Regions from separate parts of the Hordeum vulgare genome. Here region 2 is linked to region 1. A link is a contact called in public Hi-C data. All regions are on one chromosome and are shown on one strand. The core of a region is the stretch at or near the end of the contact, and the rest is flanking DNA. Distances in the headings are between cores, read along the strand shown. Region 1 holds the start of LOC123436508 (pentatricopeptide repeat-containing protein At4g19440, chloroplastic-like). Region 2 holds the start of LOC123436525 (inactive poly [ADP-ribose] polymerase RCD1).

Region 1 (5,634 bases), core at 2,263-4,762:
TAATAATAGTCCTATGGGTACAAGAGAAGAAATCATTACCTTCTGTAACTTGAAGCAGATAATTCCATTCAGTCATCATCTATCCACTGAGAGGCACTCAAGGTGTTGTCATTGTCAACCAAAGTTAGGCTGTGTAAACAGGTACAAGTCAATGCTTATGCATAACGTGTTATTATTTTTCCATTGTCAAGGGAAGGAATAAAATATGTCCTGCTTGAGAACAAGATTATTTGCTTCACATGTTCTATTTTCAGAATACTATTGTGTGCTACACCAATAAAACTGTTACCAAGAGAACAATTAGGTAGAGTGTTTTCAGCTACACATTACCATGAATAACCAATCATGAGGCAGTGCACAGCACAAAATTTGTTATAAATCATGTACACAGTACTATCTATCACTGTCGATTTATAGAAGGAACTCTATGTAACTATGACAGGCAAATAAAAAACTAACTAATTGGGTAAAAGTGTATATTTTACCAATTATGAACCTTCAAGGCAATCTGGTGCTTCTGTTGGGTACCCCCACATGCCACAAGGTGAGCAAGTATACATTACCGTTGGATAGCTTTAAGCGTAACCTGCTGCCATTGGGTAGCTGTCCAAGGTAAGAGATGAATGGACTCGGTTGATGTTCCTGCTAGATGAGAAAGCTATCTAGCCAATAGCAAGGTGAGGGCCTCTGTGATCTCTCTAGTTCCCTTTCATGCTTGGATGGGTCTGTTCAGAAAAACAGTCTTCCTTTTGGTTCCTTAATCACACATCATTCACTGGAAGTAGCTTCTTTCTGGCACGAAGGAGTGGTTATTCTATTAACTAATTCATTGTACAAACAATCATTCTGTGTCAAAACATTTGATATTTCAGCAGGCAGTTCTGTAGCCTTGTCCAATGGATCCACTTGAGAGAACCCAGTAACTAGTGTATTGTAAGAAACGCTATCAGGAGCAATTCCTGAGCTCAACATCTCATCAAAAAGCTTGGAGGCTTCTTCGTTATTACCAGATTTACAATAGGCATACATCAGAGTGGTATAAGTAAGCTTGTTTGGAGGTATACCCCTGGACCGCATTTGCTCAAAATAATTCAGAGCTTCATCCATTTTTCCTATTCTGCAAAAACCATGTATCATAATTGTGTAGCCAATTACTCCCACCTCAATGCTGTTTTCTCTGCTTTGCTCAAACATGGTCTTCGCCTCGTCAACAAGATAAGCATGGCACATCCAGTGCATAAGACTACAGTAAGTTACCTTAGTTGGTCTTATGCCAGTAGACTTCATAGTGTTAAGGACATCCATTGCACCAGAAATGTTACCAACTCTACCATAACCACCAATAAGTGCATTGTAGATTACTACATTTGGTTCTAATCCACGGGTCATCAATTCAGTCAAATATTCATTTGCTTTATGAATATCCTTTATTCTACAATATCCATCTATTATAGTGCCATATGACACTATATCTGGCCGAAGTCCCTCAATTTTCATCTGATCCAGCAGGTGAATGGCCTCTTCCATTTTACCCAAAATGCAATACGCATGTAGTATAGTATTAAACGTGAAAATATTAGGCTTAAACCCTCTTCTGATCATGTCATCACGGAGTTTAATTGCTTCCTCTATTTTATTGTCTTTGCAGCAACCTTGAATCATTATGTTATAAGTGATGCTATCCAGTTCAAGCCCCTTATTAACCATGGTCCTTAGAACCTCAGTAGCTCCTTCCATGTTCTCCCCCTCACAAAGCCCATGAATCAATGCATTGGAAGTTGCAATATTGACAGATAAACCTTTCTCCAACATCTTAAACCAAATTCCAACTGCTTCTTGGTGTTTTCCGCCCTGGCAAAGCTGCTTCGCACAAGCTGTCATGAGAGAATCATTTGGTCGCATACCCCTTATAATCATTTCATTTAGAAGCCTTACCACAGACTTCAATCTTCCAGTCCTTTGGAGAAGCCCTGCAACCACCGAATTGAACAAACCAAAATGAACTGCCATCCCAGTCAATAACATCTCCTCCAATATCTGCTCAGCACGCTCCATCTCCCCTTCCTTGCATAGAGCTCTAGCAATCAAGTTGTAAGTCACTGCTGTTGACTTCATCTTCTTTGAGAGCATTTCATCAAACAACCTGATTGCTTCTGAGAAATGCCCCTTCCTACAATGGCAACCAATAAGCTCATTGTAAATAATCTCATTTGGGACGATTCCTAACCGAGCCATTTCCTGCAACACTGCACCAACCTCCCCAAAACGCTGACTTCTTGCAAGACCATTGATCAGAATGCCAAAGGTGACCACGCTCGGGGTCACCTTGCTCTCCTCCATCCTCTCCTTCAACCGAAAAGCCTCGTCTACTCTTGCACTCTTGCAAAGTCCATCCATCAGCAAATTGTATGGCACTACACCAGCACATTGCTGGAGCCCAGCATGGACTAGCTCTGCAAGTATCTTCAAACCGTCTTCCACCTTTCCAGCCCTGCAGAGGACCTTGATCATAGAGGTATATGAGTATGCATTCGGAGTGACGTTCTGGCGATCACGCATTTCAGCAAACACCTTGCGAGCGGCGTCAAGCTGGCCAGCGCGTGCAAGAGCTTCAAGGAGTATATTGCAGGTCTTAACGGAGGGGGAAGCGCCCCGGGAGGAGAGCACATGGAAGGCGTCCGTGGCACCCCTGAGGGAGTCGCGTGCGGAGGAGGCGAGGAAGGTGCTGACGAGTAAATCCGATGAGGGAGTGGAGGAGGCGTCGGCCACAGCCGCTGCGGCAGTGTGGAGGGGGTGGAGATGTAGGAGGCGTTTCATTAGGCGGCGAGCGGAGGGCATCGTGGAGCGATCGGCCACGAGGGAGGGGAGGAGGAGCGCGGAGACGCGGGGGGTCAGGAGGTCGTGGGCATGGGCGTGGCTGGAGGAGGAGGGAGCGTTGGAAACAAGGTGGTGAAGGAGCCGGAGGGCGGACGCCGCAGGGAGAGGGGAGGGAAGGGATGAGAGGGCGGATGCCAGACCGCGGTCGCCCAGGCGGCGGAGTAGACAATCCAGGTCGCGCGCCGCGTCAGGTGAAGGGGCGCTGGCGAGCGTCCCCAGAACCTCGGCTGCGGCCACGGCGTCAGCAGAGGACGAGGAGAGCTGGCGGTGGCGGTGGCGGTGGCGGCGGCGGATGGCGAGGAGGAGAGAGGGACAGGGTGGTGGTTTCATGGCGGATGGATGTACGACGTGGAACGGTTGAGGAGGGTGGTTAGAAGCTTGAATGGAAGGTATGGATTGGGTCCGGGGACAGGGGACTGATGTGGACGACCCTCCACCAAGATTGGATCAAAGGGTCGGAGGAGCGAAAGTCTGTGGCAGATCAGCAAGGGAAGCAGCCAAGAAGGAGATGGAAGGGGAGTGCTCGCTGCTGCTGCTGCTGCTGCATGGGGCTCGCCGGATGGGCAGGGGCGCAGGTCGAACGACACACCGGACGTGGGGCACGGCGGCCGGGCGGCGGGCGGCGGGATTGATAGGGTTGTCCGATGGCCACGGGATCTCTGTTCGTCCCCTCGTCCGCTATTTATTATTGGGCTGACTGGCCGAGGCCCAGCAGTAGTGGTAGAGAGAGTGGGCTGAGCCCTAGGCCTACTTCTTTTTCTAGCCTCGGGGGGATTTCCTCACGCCCCAGGCCATGGGCTGCCTCGGGCCCAGCTCCATCGAATGACAACACTAGAAAAATGTACCAATTCTCAAAAAATATATAGAAAAATGTAGTAATCGACTCCCTTAGAGGTCTATTTAGAATGTTCTTTTATACGGTGTGCTTTTTGCTTATCTGTCAAAATGGTTGTCCTCATTGGTGTTGTTCAGTGTGGTTCACATATATTGTATTTTTCAACTCCGTATAATGATGAATATGTGGTTTCTAAAGACACTAAAATGTAACTCCCTCTATGCGCACTTTTCCAAATGTATCCGACAAAGGCTCCAGGCCCCGATAGATACTCGATACACTTTTTCCAAAGGCATAGGGATCTATGTGGATCCGAGGTGACCGACATGATATTATGCATCCTTTGTGGAGAGGAGAGCCCAGAGGTAATAAATGAAAACATTCTCATTCTTATACCCAAGGTTAAGGACCCCACTCAGCTAACCCAATTCAGACCTATAAGTTTGTGTAACGTGCTATATAAGATAGCTTCGAATGTCATATCCAACAAGTTAAAACAGATATTGCTAGCGATCATATCCGAAGAACAATCTGCTTTTGTCCCTAGGAGATTGATCGCTGATAATATTATCATAGCTTATGAGTGTTTGCACTTCATGAAAAGGAATAAAGCATAATGGGACAAATTTTGTGCAGTTAACTGGGTATGATGAAAGCTTATGATAGGGTCGACTGGGAGTACTTGGAGGCCATTATGCTTAAATTGGGATTTGCACCTGTTTGGGTCTCTTTAATCATGAGAAGCTATTTCACCTTTGAGGAGAATCCGTTAGGGGGGGCAATTTCTCCATACCCGTTTTTGCTTGTAGCGGAGGGCCTTTCATGCCTTTTTAAAACAAAAGATGAATCATCGCACCTCAATGGTATTCAAATAGCTCCAACGGCATGGCTCGCAAGCCACTTGCTATTTTGCGGATGATATCATGTTGTATGTTAAAGCCAATGTTGATGGAACAAATGAGTTGTCCTCCTTGTTGTATTGCTATTTGTAATGCGTTAGGTTAGAGAATTAATTTATCAAATTCATTAGTTTTCTTTAGCAAGGGTTGGCCCAGCCCTCTCAGATCTAATGTGATGAATGCTTTGCATGTTACAAATGAGTCAGTGTCAGAAAAATACTCGGGAATGATGTAAGTGCATCTAGTGTCCCTTAGTGATTTTGGTGGTTTGAAGACTTATACGTTAAGAGTCTGATAAGTTTGTAAGTGTACGCAGGCTCTATAAGTCGCTGAGGAGTTTGAGTTATTCGATGAATATCGACCCCTAAAAATGTATGTCTTCGGGTGAAGACTTTGGTCATTCCTTGAAGATTTTGATCGCGAAGAAATTGCTAAGAAAATGATATTCCTCATGAAGACATTGAAGATGAGGAATTCGATGTGTCCCGAAGAAAATACTATGAAGACTTTCAAGCTTGAAGATTTACTCTTTCTTTTTCATTTTCTTTACTCTTGAGTCATAGGAACACCGTACTCTTAAAGGGGTCGAGGTAAAACTATGGAAAGAATTTCCTCACGATGCTCAACCCAAACCTACACCTACCATATCCTCAAAGTGAGTAACATGAGAGACATGAGGACTTTCACAGTTGAAAGTTCCGACCGTTGCCGCTGTTGGAAATATGCCCTAGAGGCAATAATAAAATGGTTATTATCATATTTCCTTGTTCATGATAATCGTCTATTGTTCATGCTATAATTGTATTAACAGGAAACAGTAATACATGTGTGAATAAATAGATCACAATGTGTCCCTATCAAGCCTCTAGTTGGCTAGCTCGTTAGTCAATAGATGATCATGGTTTCCTGGTCATGGGCATTAGATGTCATTGATAACGGGATCACATCATTGGGGGAATGATGTGATGGACAAGACCCAATCCTAAGCATAGCACTAGATCGTATTGTTCGTATGCTAAAGCT
Region 2 (5,634 bases), core at 854-3,353, 270 kb after region 1:
TCTCAACCGATATTCACATATTAACAAGTTTCCCTTGGTTGCCATTATTGAGCGCCTCGAATATGTAGCCCACAACAACGACACCCATCACATAACAAAGCATTGAATATACCCCCCGGGGTTAATACAAGAAAAACTCAACCTGAATGGCCAGATACGTCGACGCATATGAAAAACAACAATTGAAATGGCCTACGTTTTTTTGTATTTCAGACATGTAAAATTCAAATTTTTGTTCAAAAAGACCATCAGCCGAGTCAAATTACCAAAAAGACCACCTTTAGCTTCAAATGACAGAAAAGACTAGCTATATCGTGACGATAGACGCGTCAACCAACAAGTGGCACCTGCCGCCACAGGCGCATGCGGCAAGACCTACCGCCACATCTCGTGACGGCATGTTAAACAACACAGATTCAAATACTGTCTAAAAGCAAAAAAACAAATGAGCTGGGCCTGCCGCCACATGTTGTGGCGGCACCCTGCGTGCTAGTGCCGTGGCTACACCAATTGTTTTCCTAAAAGGAGTAACGTTGTGGCTGACTAGCTAGCTCTTGCATACTAGTTTGCTTTCTTTTATCAAAGCAAGGCCGCTTTATGTAGAGACATGAAGAGGGAGATTACCTAGTTAGCTACCGATTATTACGTACATGATGTCGTCTTTGCATGCGGCATGAGGGCTCAACATTTCCATTTTTCGTTACTGGAAGCGCTCGAACCTGTGCTATTTAACATGCCGCCATGAGATGTGGCCGCAGGTCTTCCCGCCTGTGCCCGTGGTGGCTGGCGCACCTGCCGCGGCGGTGCAGCTGGTGTTTTCTGTTATTTGATTTTAAAGGTTGTCTTTTCTGTCAATTCGATTATGTATGTAGTCTTTTTGAACAAAAAATCGTAAAGTTCATGTGTTGTATGCTATGATGGTGGGCTCGTCCCCCATTTCTTCTATCATTGTGATACACACACTCGCGCGTATCCTAAAAATAATAATTCAAAAAGAACTACTACAACATAAATTATGACCCACTTCATCATCATACAAAACGAAGAAGAAGCGATACCGATACTTTGAATTTGAAGCAGCTCATGCGCTCGAAGGCAACTACAGCTCAACATAGTCAACTATACTGACTCAGATTAAGGTCTTATTGACCAACTAACCGCGTGAAAAGAAAACTGCAGCTCCGATGAAGAAGACGAGCTATAAAGAAAATGACTCGAACATCTATACGCCACCAAAATTAAGGGTTAGCGTTTTCAAACGAGCTTTCGTTTTCTCTCGTATGGCTGCCCATGACGAGGACAGAAATAGTCTTGAAAGTACGCAGCCTCGACGAGGGCATATACTATACTTAATTCCATGTGGTTTTTATTACTGTATACTCCCTTTGTTTCTAAATATAAGTCTTTTAAGAGGTTTCACTAAAAGGACTACATACGGATGTATATAGACATACTTTAAAGTATAGATTCATTCATTTTGCTCCGCATGTAGCCCCCTAGTGAAATCTCTAAAAAGAGTTATATTTAGGAACGGAGGGAGTACATACGTATGCACATACACATACGTCGGTTGATAGGTTCGTGAAACATGCAGTGCAATTCCGATGTACACACCCAAACCAAAGAAAACCAAACCGGAGGCGAACACGAAGAAGTTCCATCAGGAGCACGTCACCCCGTACTACACACGAACGAACCCCAATAATGCACGCAACCGGACCGGACGTCAAAAAAAAAACACGGGACGGCGAATATCTGGCATCACGGACGGCTGCGGGCGGGGCAGAGAAGGTTGACCGCGGGTGTGAACCGTCCGATTGTCAGATGTCGGCATCACGGCGTCGCCATTTTGCTTACGGCCCAAGAAAAATCGTTCCGGCCACGCAACTTGGCATCCAAGTTTAGCGCGCCCCGCCCCACCGCCAGGCGGGCCCGACCCTCTCCCGGACCCCGCCTGTCGGCCGCGGAGGCGGTGGGTGGAGCGCGATAAGGAGGGGGTCGCGAGTGGGCACGACAAAGGCGTGGACCCGCGTTATTTCTCCGCCCAATAATATTTCCCCCACCGCCGCACGGCTCCTCTACCCCGACCTTCCTCTCGCCTTCGCCCCCCGCCCCCCGCCCCCCGCCGCCGCAGCGATTCTCCGAGCCGAGTCCTTGCTTCTGACCAGCCAACGTCTCGCCGCCGGCCGGGGGAGCGTCTTCGGCGGGGTAGCTCCGGCAATCGTAGCCGGGGGGATAAAGTGGGCTCCGTAGGGGAGTCCTAGGGGGGGTGACAAGGGGGTTAGATCGGGCAAGATGAACCGCTCAATATCCTCCGCCGTGACCCCTGCTGATGCCGCCGCTAACCCTAGGTAAGCATCGGCCGGTGAATCCATCGATTCGGCTCGCCCCTCGTATGGATCTATCACCTACGCGGCCCGCCCGGTTGTTAGGCCGTGATGATTACATGTCTGTATGCTCGATCTGGTGAATTTTCCTTTGCGAGGACTAGGTAGGTCTTTTTTGTTCGGTTTCGATCATCTGTGGCACCGGGAAGCTGCTTGTTGACTGCTAAAGTTGTAGATTTAGGATTCACCAAGTGGGTTCCGTGTGCCCTTGAGTCGCTAAGCATTAAAAATTTGATCTTTGTTGTGAATTTTGCGTTAGCTTATCTCCATCTTGTTTGTGTGGGGAGGAAGTCGGTATTTTCATCACAACTTTGCTAGATTCAACTTGCGACATCATTTGCCTTGTTACTTCGTGTGATTTCCTGATTAGGCTGGCTGTTTCAAGTAATATTTGGCTTACCAAGCATATTTTCGCATGCAGGTGAATACATGATAGTTCTGCGTAATAATCGTAATTCCTGAGCCAAGTTAACGCAATAGGGTTTTCTCAAGCCATATATCATGTGATTTTCTGATTAGGCCTGCTGTTTCAAATATTTGGTTAATGAAGCGTTTTTCGCGCGCAGATGAATATATGTTTGTTTGGGGTGATAATTTTATTTTTTGAGCCCAATTAATGCACTAGATTTTTTTAAAGCCCTGTATCATGTGTTCTCCTGATTAGGCAAGCTGTTTCAAAAATTTGGTTTATGAAGCGTAATTTTCGTGCGCAAATGAATACATGATAGTTCCGGGTGATAATTGTAATTTCTGAGCCCAATTAATGCATAGCCTTCTCAAGCGCTATTTAGCCCGCGACAGAGTACGGAGAACTTTGATTTGCATATATATTCTGTATGCTTGCTTTAAGATATTCTAGTTTTTTTTTTCCTTTTTCTGTTCATCGATTATAAGATCGGCTAATTTCCCTTTTCAGGTTTTCTTCTCCTTTGCCCGTATCTCACCCGACCGTTATTCGTTTTCTCCTCGTCGATATTGAAGTAGTCTATGCTCAGAGGTTCCTCCATTAGCTTAGTGTAAATATTAGACTTGTTGGGGTTTAGTTTGCTAGAAGGAATTAGTCTCTGCTTGGTGTTCATTTCTGCTTGCTACAATGGCTGCGATGAACGAAAAGGTGTTGGCTAAATGTGAACAGAATATAGTTAGCCTCAAGAGGAAGCGGGACAGCCCCGCTGCATATCATGCTGATGCCTGCCACACCTCTCAATCGCATCAGCATCCTACTGGAAACTCTGATATCAGGTTGTATGTTGGTGAAGATCGCAAGGCGAACATCGCGTGCCACCTTAGCAGGCAGATTTTACAGAGCTATCAGAACTACATGACCAGTGCATCACCTAAGCGCATTCTGCTCCGCCAAAGTGGCAACTGGAAAGAATTTCCAGAAAAAATTGTCAAGCTGGCTCAAGTTAATTTCCGTACAAAGAAGAGCATCACAGAAGTAGGATACCAGAACCAGCTATTTTTGCTGGACTTTGTCCACATGACATTCATCGACTCAAAGTCAGGTCTTCAGAGGCCAATCGCCTGGATTGATGACAATGGAAGGCGTTACTTCCCAGAAGTTCTTATTGAAGATCAGATAGCATATAGGAGGAAAGATTTTGGCAATGGAGATCATGTCTATGTTAGAGCTGAGCCTAATGGGACACCTGAAATAAATGACCAGTATGGAGCATCCGAGAGTTCCGCAGAAAGCTCAAACTTTGAGTCCAGTACTGAAGAGGTTTCTAGTGCTAAGAGAGTTAGAGCTGAGAAGAATATCATCAGGAAAATAAATTGTGACAATGGGGAAACTGTGGGAGAGAATGAACCACACACTTCGCTCCCTGCAGTCTTCAGTTGTCAACCACAGCAAGATAAGCTGGGTGGGCAATCACGTGCTCAAGGAACTACCTCTGTTGTGCAGAAAATGTTGCTGCAGGGAATGGGTACTGCTATTGGTTCCAAGGATATTATTGGAATCCACCGAACTCCATTCTTGAATAATTATAGAGAAGACCGCTATGATCTCTTTCAAAAGCAGGCAGAGATTACTAAATCTCAGCATGGTAATGCAAATGTGCGTTATGCTTGGCTTCCTTGCTCGAAAGCTGCTGTGGATGAAATGATGCTGAATGGCACCTTGCAAGTTAAAAAGCCCACCAGGTGTCCACCCTATGGAACTGGTGTACTCCTTGCGCCAGCTAACTGCTCCATTAACTGGTATGTGCTCCTGTCTCGTATCATCTGCTGGCAAAAAAACTTACTCTGAATGTTCTGAACATCTACTCACCTCCATCACCTTCATTCACATCTGTCTTATTCTTGCCATTTGTGTTTCCTTATTTGTAGATAAATAGTTTCTGTCACTATTTATTTACTTCCACTTACATGTTCACATGTTTTTAGTTGTCAACTTACCATTGTATCTTCTTTGTCTATTATTTGTTTCTGTTCTACATATTTCTTCCTGTCCCTAACCATTGCAAAAATTCAATATTTTGTATTACTTTCTGCAGTGTGAATTACTCTGATGTTGATGAAAATGGCATCATCTATATGATGTTGTGCCGGGTTGTAATGGGGAACGTAGAAATAGTTCACCATGGATCTAAGCAGCACCAGCCTAGTAACGAGTATTTTGATAGCGGTGTAGATGACCTTAAAAACCCGCAGCATTACATTGTATGGGATATGAATCTGAATAGTCACATCTATTCTGAATTTGTAGTCACCATCAAATTGCCATCTAAAGCCAAAGGTAATTAATCACACTTACTGTGTAATCCTTTTAGAAATTTAATTTAATTTAATTTAGCTTTGTGCAGTTACTAACAAATGTCAATCTATTTTTTCTTACAAGTCAGCCTTCTCATTTTATTTCAGATTCCATCTTCACCCAAGAAGATTGTCATGATTCATCTGATGCTTCACTGGTCTTGAGTCCAAGTTCAGCCGACAGTGTATCACAGGTGAGGTTCTTCACATTGGGAGTTGATAAGTTGGTACTGTCACACTAGAGTCAACTTCTGTTCTCATACAGACAAGTTCCACTGTTGGAGCAGCAGGAGCATGCAGTTATTCAGATTGTGTCTGACTCAACAATTGACCCTGTGCTTCCATTATGAGATTATTACTTCAAGCTGATTGTAGTGTTAATGTTTGATAGAAATCTCCAAATATGATAAGTTTCCTGTTATGACCATGTCATGTCAGTTATGTTGGATGAGTCACAGAACACCAGTTGACAAGATTGTTTTATGTG

The links. Hi-C and Micro-C count contacts between places; a contact is called where the count stands out from the background.
Region 2: a contact with region 1 is called in a Hi-C map of seedling, with 2.3 times the contacts expected there. The contact joins the promoter of LOC123436525 here to the promoter of LOC123436508 in region 1. A contact is called at or near these places in 4 of 6 Hi-C or Micro-C datasets (leaf and seedling) and 1 of 1 datasets of contacts at active chromatin or transcription factors (embryo).

Annotation. Positions count from the first base shown.
Region 1 is chr1H:357,721,368-357,727,001 of MorexV3_pseudomolecules_assembly, forward strand. LOC123436508 (pentatricopeptide repeat-containing protein At4g19440, chloroplastic-like) reads right to left here and starts at 3,513. Exons shown (of 3, transcript XM_045115635.1): 1 at 486-3,513; 2 at 40-129. The coding sequence starts at 3,207. The coding sequence ends at 769.
Region 2 is chr1H:357,993,422-357,999,055 of MorexV3_pseudomolecules_assembly, forward strand. LOC123436525 (inactive poly [ADP-ribose] polymerase RCD1) reads left to right here and starts at 2,104. Exons shown (of 7, transcript XM_045115636.1): 1 at 2,104-2,351; 2 at 3,304-4,592; 3 at 4,889-5,130; 4 at 5,256-5,341. The coding sequence starts at 3,481.